Linked DNA regions of Mus musculus: region 2 is linked to region 1. The links are chromatin contacts, called in public capture Hi-C maps. All regions are on one chromosome and are shown on one strand. Each heading gives the region's core, a stretch centred on a gene start, on an enhancer-like site or on the middle of the called end of the contact. The rest is flanking DNA. Distances are from core to core; before and after follow the strand shown.

Region 1 (3,813 bases), core at 979-3,478:
AGTGAGATGGTGGTTAACCTGGGCTACACAAGATCCTCTCTTCGAATAATGATGATGGTAATGGTGATGGAGAAGGAGAAGAAGAAGGAAGAAGAGGAATTAGAAAGAGGAAGGGGAGAAGGAGGAGGAGGAGAGGAAGAAGAGCAGAAGGAAGAGAAAGAGGAGAAAGAGAAGGAGGAGGAGGAGAAGGAGGAGGAGGAGGAGGAGGAGGAGGAGGAGGAGGAGGAGGAGGAGGAGGAGGAAAAGAAAAAGAAAACCTGGGATTAACAGAGAGGATGGGCCCTTTCCTTCAGCCCCTGTCACTACCTCAATCCTTAAACTGATGCACTGATTTGGTTTCTGTGAACAAGGGAGGCTCCATTAGAGGAGAATCAACTACAAACATGGAGAATATTGGAGAGCAAAGTAGCTGAAAGCCTGTCTTCCATCCTGCTTGACCCTCAGCCCTAAGAAGAGGAACCTTGGAGGGATTCTCTGAGTCTCTTCCAGCAGTTAATGGTTCCTTGGAGAAGGGACACAGGGGATCTTGGAGGGGGTAAGTGGGTTCCTCGGGGCACTGAGAAACCCCATAGACTGCCTAGGCTCCTCCTTGTGTCTCTGGTGGTCCCTCAGAAGTCCCAGAACCAGTGATGAAGCTGGTACCCAGAAGGGAAGTCGGGGTACCCAGGTCAGAGCCACCTTTGAGAGAGGGGAGCTGATGAGCTAGGGTATCATTCATCTATGGAGAATGGAGACAGGGCCAGAGACCTGGGAATGTGTACTTGAGTCTTAACAGGACAGGAAGTCACAAAGAGCCAGTGATGTGATTCAGAGCCTGTTTCTAGAAAGTTTCAGGCCTGAGCCTGTCCCATGGTGCACAGAGAATCCCCACCAGGGGCTGATGAGATGGCTCAGGGGGGAAAGGCCCTGCTTACCAAGCCTGATGACTTGAGTTTGACCCACAAGGTGGAAACAGAGAATTGACACTCAGAAGTTCTCTGTTCACTCACACACTCCAAGGGAAGTCCCCTAGAAACAAATACATGAACACACAAACAAATAAATAAAATAACACAGTCGTTTCTAAGGACACAGGTCCCCACTGTGCCTGTGTGCGCACACACATGTACTGGTGCACATATAGTATCACACGTACCACACATGCTCTCATGGAGGCGCGTGTGCACTCACACTCCCTGTCCTGAATCTCTCACTAGCCAAGCTCAGCATGCTGAGGTTCCTGGCTTCCTTCTTCCATGAGGGAATGGCAGGCCTGGACTCAGGCTGCCCTGGCAGGAAGGAGGCTTACCTGGGACCACGAACACCTCAACCTTGAAGGACTTATCGATCTGTAAGTAGGCATCATAAAAGAATCCTATATCCACCATACACATGTAGGTGCCTGCATCCTCCAGGGTGAGGTTCTCCAAGGTCACTGTGAAGGTGAGGTTGTCTGGATGGTCCCTGATGGACACTCGGCCATTCCTAGCTTCTTCTGAGGCACTGGTCTTGACAATATCTTTACACAGTACATTAGATTTCCATTTGCACCAGATTTTTTTTTTAGTTTTCAATTTCTTCTCATACTGACAGGACACACTGAGTGACTCCCCCACAGTGCCTGTGACAGTGCTGGGACCACGCACAGGGAAATGGCCTGGAAAACACAGACCTCAATTCTGCACCCTGACCGCTGGGGAGTAGGAAGTCTTCCCTTGCGTCAGGTCTTAGAAAACCCTCTGGTCTTGAGGAAACCATGAGAAAGGAGACAGGCTTTGTCAGATCAGGAGTCAGGACTGAGGTCATAGAGAGATTATAAAATAAATAGAGATTATGCGGTTATGGCACTGACTGTCACAGGTGACCCTCCCAGTTGTCCTGAATCTGCCTCAGGTGTGGTAGACATGACTGTATTGTGCACAGAAACCTGGCAGCCCCTGGGGAGCAGATGCTGATGGTCCTGGACCCCACCCAACCCCACCCTTCCTGCTTCTCTCTAGACCCCTCTGCCTGTGCTGACTTCTCTCTCTGTCCCTCTCTCCCACCTCCCATAGATTTCCCCTTTCAAGTAAACCCAATACACCTACCTCCATGCATATCTGAAACCAAGGAGAGTAGCACAGCTGAAGGCAGCCACAATCTTATTACTCTGGGATTCATTTCTTCAGCTCAGCTGTCTCCTGCACCCACACCAGGGCCAAGAGAGGAGAAGGACATGTCTCCTTCTAGACAGTAGAATGCCCTCTTGCCTAGTTCTCCTTTCTGTCTTCTGCTTCCTGGTCCCTGGCTCTCACTTCAGGCTCCAGATGAACAGGTGCAGGAAGGGCTCTGTTGATGTTCCAGGCCTCAGAGGCTTTGGTTCCTACCACACCCAACAAGTGGGGAAACCCACGGCTGGGGACTGAGGATGCCATCTGTCCCCTAGCCTTTACCCAAGGGCTTCCACCCTCCTGCCAGAGGCCTGGGGAGCATTTCTGTTTCTGGTCAGGTTGACCACCCTCTGTGACAAGCCCCTTCCTGAGTGGATTGGAAAGCTGCCATTCTGTTGCTCTAACTGTGTGATCACAGAGCAATCACCTCCTTCCAAATATCAGATTATAGGGCACTCTTAGTCCTTGGGGTGTCTAGGACCATTTCCGGGTTCACACTGCTGGTCAAGGTCATGCTGTGACCTGATCCCTTAATCAGAGTTTATCTGGGTGCTGTGTCCCCACAAAGAGTACAGACCTGTAGGTCACAGCTTTCACTTCTCTTGTCTTATTCTGTTTGGTTTGTTGTTTTTCTGTGGCAGAATCGCTATCCTAGGCTGGCGTCTATGTAGGTAAGGAGGACCTTGAACTGATCCTCCTACCTCCAGCTCCTGAGTCCAGCAGTTTAAGGTGTTTGTCACCACAGCCCATCCATGCTGTGCTCAGGATTGAACCCAGGGCTCTACGCATGCCAGACAAGCTCTCTGCCGACTAAGATGCATCCACAGCCCTGATTATTTGAGACAGTATCTCACACTGCAGCCCCACCTGGGCTCGAATGCAGTATTTAGCTGAAGCTAACCTTGAACTCAGAAATCTCCCATCCCTTGAGTGCCAGGCCTTGATGGGAGCCCCCATGCATGGCAGCTCTGCCTTCTTGAGTCTCCTGGCCCCATACCTAGACATGGGCATAATTTGAGGTAGGTGCTGTGTGGTAGAATGAAAGAATGACCTCAGATCTCTCCTTTCTGATGACTCAGTTTCCCAATGTTGGCCATCCACTTCCCTTTCATGTTGGGGAAGAAGGGAAAAGGGGGAGTCTGAGAGCCTGGTGAGCCACCTGGCCATAGAGGTACCTACACCCCTCTGATCTACAGCCATATCTGCAGGCTGTGGTGACATTTTGAGGGGACCTTTACACTTATGGTTTGCTGGGTTTGGACTCTCCTGGGTTCATTCCTGAGAACAATCCTTATTCCACTCACTTCCAATCCCCATTGACACAGAATGCAGATGTTCTCCCTACTAACACAGAATGCAGATGTTCTCTCACTGTATCATTTTCTTGCCTCTCACTGATTGACCATCAGGGTATCTGCCTGCATTTTTCTATGTCCACTGTTTCTTTTTGCTCTACAGAATATCAAATCAACAAGAGCTCAGAAACCACTTATTGTATTCACTGAAGGACTCTAAGGCATGGTCACTGCTTGCTATCTGTACCTTATCACTGTTCTATTGCTGTGAGGAGACACCATGACTACAGCAGCTAGTATAAGAGAAAACATTTAACCAGGGCTGGCTTGCACTTTCAGAGGCTTGGTTCATTGTTATCATGGTCAGCATGGTGGCAAACATGGCAGGT
Region 2 (3,813 bases), core at 834-3,333, 100 kb after region 1:
ACTCTGTCCTTAGCATAAAGATGAACAGGTCAAGATGGGGAGGCCCACTCCGGAAGGATGTGTAAAGAGAGGTCTTCCTCTAGAGTTTCACTGCACTGAACTGCACTGAACTACAGCACTTGGGCAATTTAGTCAGATGTAAGCAAGCTGATTTGAAGAAGTAGTTGTATGCTGGGAGTGGTCCTGCTTCATGGTGTTTGCTGATTACTGGGGTGTCAATATTCTCATCATATCTGATCTGAAGCTCTCATTTACTGTAGAGAAGAGGAAAAGCCCATAGACAACTCCCGTGAACTGGGACAAGGCAGGTCCAACCATCATTGTGTCTGGAACCTATGTCAGTCATTACAGCATTTTAACCCTACTCTCCAGACTGCCTGAAGATTCTATCATCATCATTGTAATCATCACATCATCATCTTCACCATCTTTACCGCTAACATCATTACCATCGCTACTACCACCATCGTCTTCACCATCACTACATCATCATCATGGTCATCGTCGTCGTCATCATCCTCATCATCACCTTTAGTCAAGGCAACTCAAGCCTCTAAGTATAATACAATGAATGCCTAAAGATCTAGATTTTATCTTGTTTTTGTTTGTTTGTTGTTTTGAGCCAGGCTCTCATGTAGCCAAAGCTGGCTTGGAACTATTTAGCTATTTTGCTGAGAGCCCTTCAGCTTCCTATGATGACCTAGATCATGAAGGCGCTGAGGGGGCTGCTGGGAGATGCTCCAGGCTCCTCTCACTTCACTCAGAAGAAAGCTGTTTGGGGGCCATCAAGATGGCTCAGTGGGCGCTTGCTGCGCAAACCCGGTTGTCATAGTTAGGTCCCTAGACTCACCCTAAAGGTGGAAGAAGAGAGCTGACTCTACAAAACTGGCCTCTGACCTCACATCACCACCCACCACCACACATACCACACGCTTACATCATAAAAAGGAAAAAGAAAACTACGTGTGGACAGAGTCACTCAGCTGGCCTCTTCCTTTAAGCCCTAACCACCACTGAAGAAAAAAATGCAGGTAGACATGGGGTAGCTTTTATGTTCTATGAGGGTCCAGCAGCAACAGCAACAGCAACAGCAACAGCAACAGCAACAGCAACAACAACAACAACAAAAACATAAAAAGTCACCTGCAAAGAAATACCCTCGAATTTTCATCCTAAACAGTTCCTGGAAAGAAAATGTGTTCTCCCTTTTTTTTTTTTTTTTTTGAGACAGGGGTCTCATTATATAGACCAGGCTGGCCTCGAACTCACAGAGATCCACCTGCATCTATCTCCCAAGTACTGGGATTAAAGTCATGCACGACCATACTTGGCCGAAGTATCTTTTACAGATTTTTTTTTTGGCAAGATCTCACTATGTAGCTGAGGCAAGCCTACAACCTCCTGCCTCAGCCTCCTGCATGCTGTGGTTACAGGCACCCACTGTCACAACTGGCTACTCTTTATTCCTTACAAACACTTCTAACCTCTTTAAACTTCAGCAAAAACAAGGTCACTGCTGACTTCTGCACGCTCCACGGTCTTTAAGATCTCTATCTACACTTTAGCATAAATCATTGCTTTTCTGCTCCACTGGCTGGTCCATCCTTCAAGACTGACTTCTGTGAAGACTCGATGAAGCCTCCATCCCTCTGAGGGCAGAGCGAGGAGCCCCTGCTGTAGTTGATATCTACAGGATCGGTCTGTATTGTAACAAGACTTATCCTGTAGCATAATCATTTGACTCCCTCATTCAAATAGGATTCCCCTTGACTGGGGGAAGTTACTTTATAGTTACAACATTTAGAACAGTCCAGGGTTGCAGTTGGTGCTTAGTAATGGTTTGTAGGACCCATAGATGGATGCTGGACTACACTGATAGATAAAGAGATGGGTGAATGCATGTATGTTCCCCCTGCCCCTAGGCCCCACCCCCACTTCTGACATCTGGATTCTGGCTTGAACCCAGGACTCCGACTCTACCCCCCTCCCCCCTGCAAAATTAGGTTTACAGATCCACCTCCCTACTCACCTTGGAAGCAGAGAAGGAGCAGACCTGCACATAGCCTCATCCTCCTGCCTCACTGGGTGCTGTCTCCAGAAAACTCCAGGTCGCTGCTGGAATCCAGATGTGTGTAACAGAGCCCAGGCAACCACCTTCTTGTTCAAGTTCTCTCCATGTGTTTTTTCTTATCTGCTTCCTTTGCACTCTGAGCTACTTCCTACTTTAACAAAAAAAAAAGGAAGATGAGTGAGAATCGCTTCAGAGAATGAACGGAGCAGATCCATTGCACGGGCCTGCACTCAATAAAAGCACGTTTGTCACAGCCTGACGCTTCAGGAAAGCCAGTTGCTGTGTGCAATAGCTTCAGCCCTTGTTTCTCCAGCTCCCTTTCCTGTCTAGTACACCTGCCTGATCCCCACTGCTTCCCTCTGCTATGGCTACTGACTTTGGGATCATAAGTGCCCCCCATTCAAAGAGCAGAGATGAGGGGGTCCTCTTTGTCTTTCTCAACCATTGTTTCTGCCCAGTTGATCTCAGGACTCTGCCACGGCACTCCGGTGGAGTCAGCCTGTCAGGCAGGGATGCCTAAAAGCTGCTCATGAGGAAAAAAGAGTTTCAAGGAAGCTCTCCTCCTGGAGTCTGGCGTTCTCTCTAACCTCTCTAACCCATACATTGTGAGGAGCGGGTGTGGCGGCAGTCCCAAAGGCGCCAGGGACTGCAGCTAAGTCGTATGACTTGCACCTGACTTCCTCATATAAGCCACAAACATCTTGAGAGCTGCGCAGGTGTACCAGGATACTGGTGAATCCATTTTGATGGAGATATGCCCCTGCTGCCCTGATTAGCTGAAGCTGCGTGCCTGGTGAGGTGGCGTGGCCTGCTGTGCGTGGATGGGAACTGAGAGTATAAAAGAGTGAGAGACCCAGAGTTCAAGGGAGATATAAACAAGGGAGATATAAACAAGGGAGATATAAACAAGGGAGATATAAACAAGGGAGATATAAACAAGGGAGATATAAACAAAGGGAGATATAAACAAGAAGAAACGGGACTGAATAAACGTGTGCAGAAGGATCCTGTGGCAGCGTTGTTCTTCGTGGCCAGTTGGGTGCACGCAAGAATACATTAATATTCCATTCCCGCGTTAGTCTAGTGTATGGATCCACGTGCTCTCTGTTAGTATTACCCTATTATAAGTGCCTTTTAAGATTGAATTCTGACATAGCTAAACCCAGTGTTCCAACATCCCAGAAAGCAGCAAGGAAGTTTAACCTATTCAGTAACTAATTAAGCATTACAATAAGACAGAGCCAGTGGCTCAACTGGTCACAGAAAGAGCCTGGGAATCTCACTGAGATAGAAATCTTTAGTACAGGCTACATTCCATACCTATAGCAAGTTGATTTACTCTCCTGACAAATGGAGATTCTCCAGACAAGATAAGAATTAGCAAGGCCTAGGAATTTAGGGGTCCGTGACACTACATTATTCTTGAGGCCTGCCAAGAGTAAAAAACCCCTGGTGCTATTAACACTAAAGTGTGAAATTCTTGCCTGTCACCTAGGCAGGGCTGCTAATCTCTATTGTAAACATTTATTTGGTTCCTGCAATTCCTTTCGCAGTCATTCCCTTGTATCTGGTAAATTTCAATGTACCTTGCCTGATGTGACTTGCAACCCCTGGTATTCTCTGTAATATAAAAAAGTCTGATGCTCGACCTGACAATACATTCAGATCCAACACAATCTCTCCTGTGTGCATCTGTTTGTCTATTCATCCGACGCTTTGCCCACCTGCCCGAGAGACCCATT

Evidence for each region. Capture Hi-C pulls out chosen DNA fragments and counts their contacts.
Region 2: a capture Hi-C map of macrophages shows a contact between it and region 1, with 3 times the contacts expected there. The contact joins the promoter of Cd300e here to the promoter of Cd300c in region 1. A contact is called at or near these places in 5 of 39 promoter capture datasets (the 3T3-L1 cell line, the C10 cell line, hematopoietic stem and progenitor cells and 2 more), 2 of 484 Hi-C or Micro-C datasets (bone marrow-derived macrophages and nephron progenitors), 2 of 115 datasets of contacts at active chromatin or transcription factors (the HPC-7 cell line and embryonic stem cells) and 6 of 9 other capture datasets (adipose tissue, bone marrow-derived macrophages, embryonic stem cells and 3 more).

The regions. Positions count from the first base shown.
Region 1 is chr11:114,958,279-114,962,091 of GRCm38.p6, forward strand. It overlaps Cd300c (CD300C molecule), which reads right to left and starts at 2,229. Exons shown (of 4, transcript NM_001368239.1): 1 at 2,067-2,229; 2 at 1,289-1,636. The coding sequence starts at 2,139.
Region 2 is chr11:115,059,956-115,063,768 of GRCm38.p6, forward strand. It overlaps Cd300e (CD300E molecule), which reads right to left and starts at 2,084. Exons shown (of 4, transcript NM_172050.3): 1 at 2,030-2,084. The coding sequence starts at 2,069.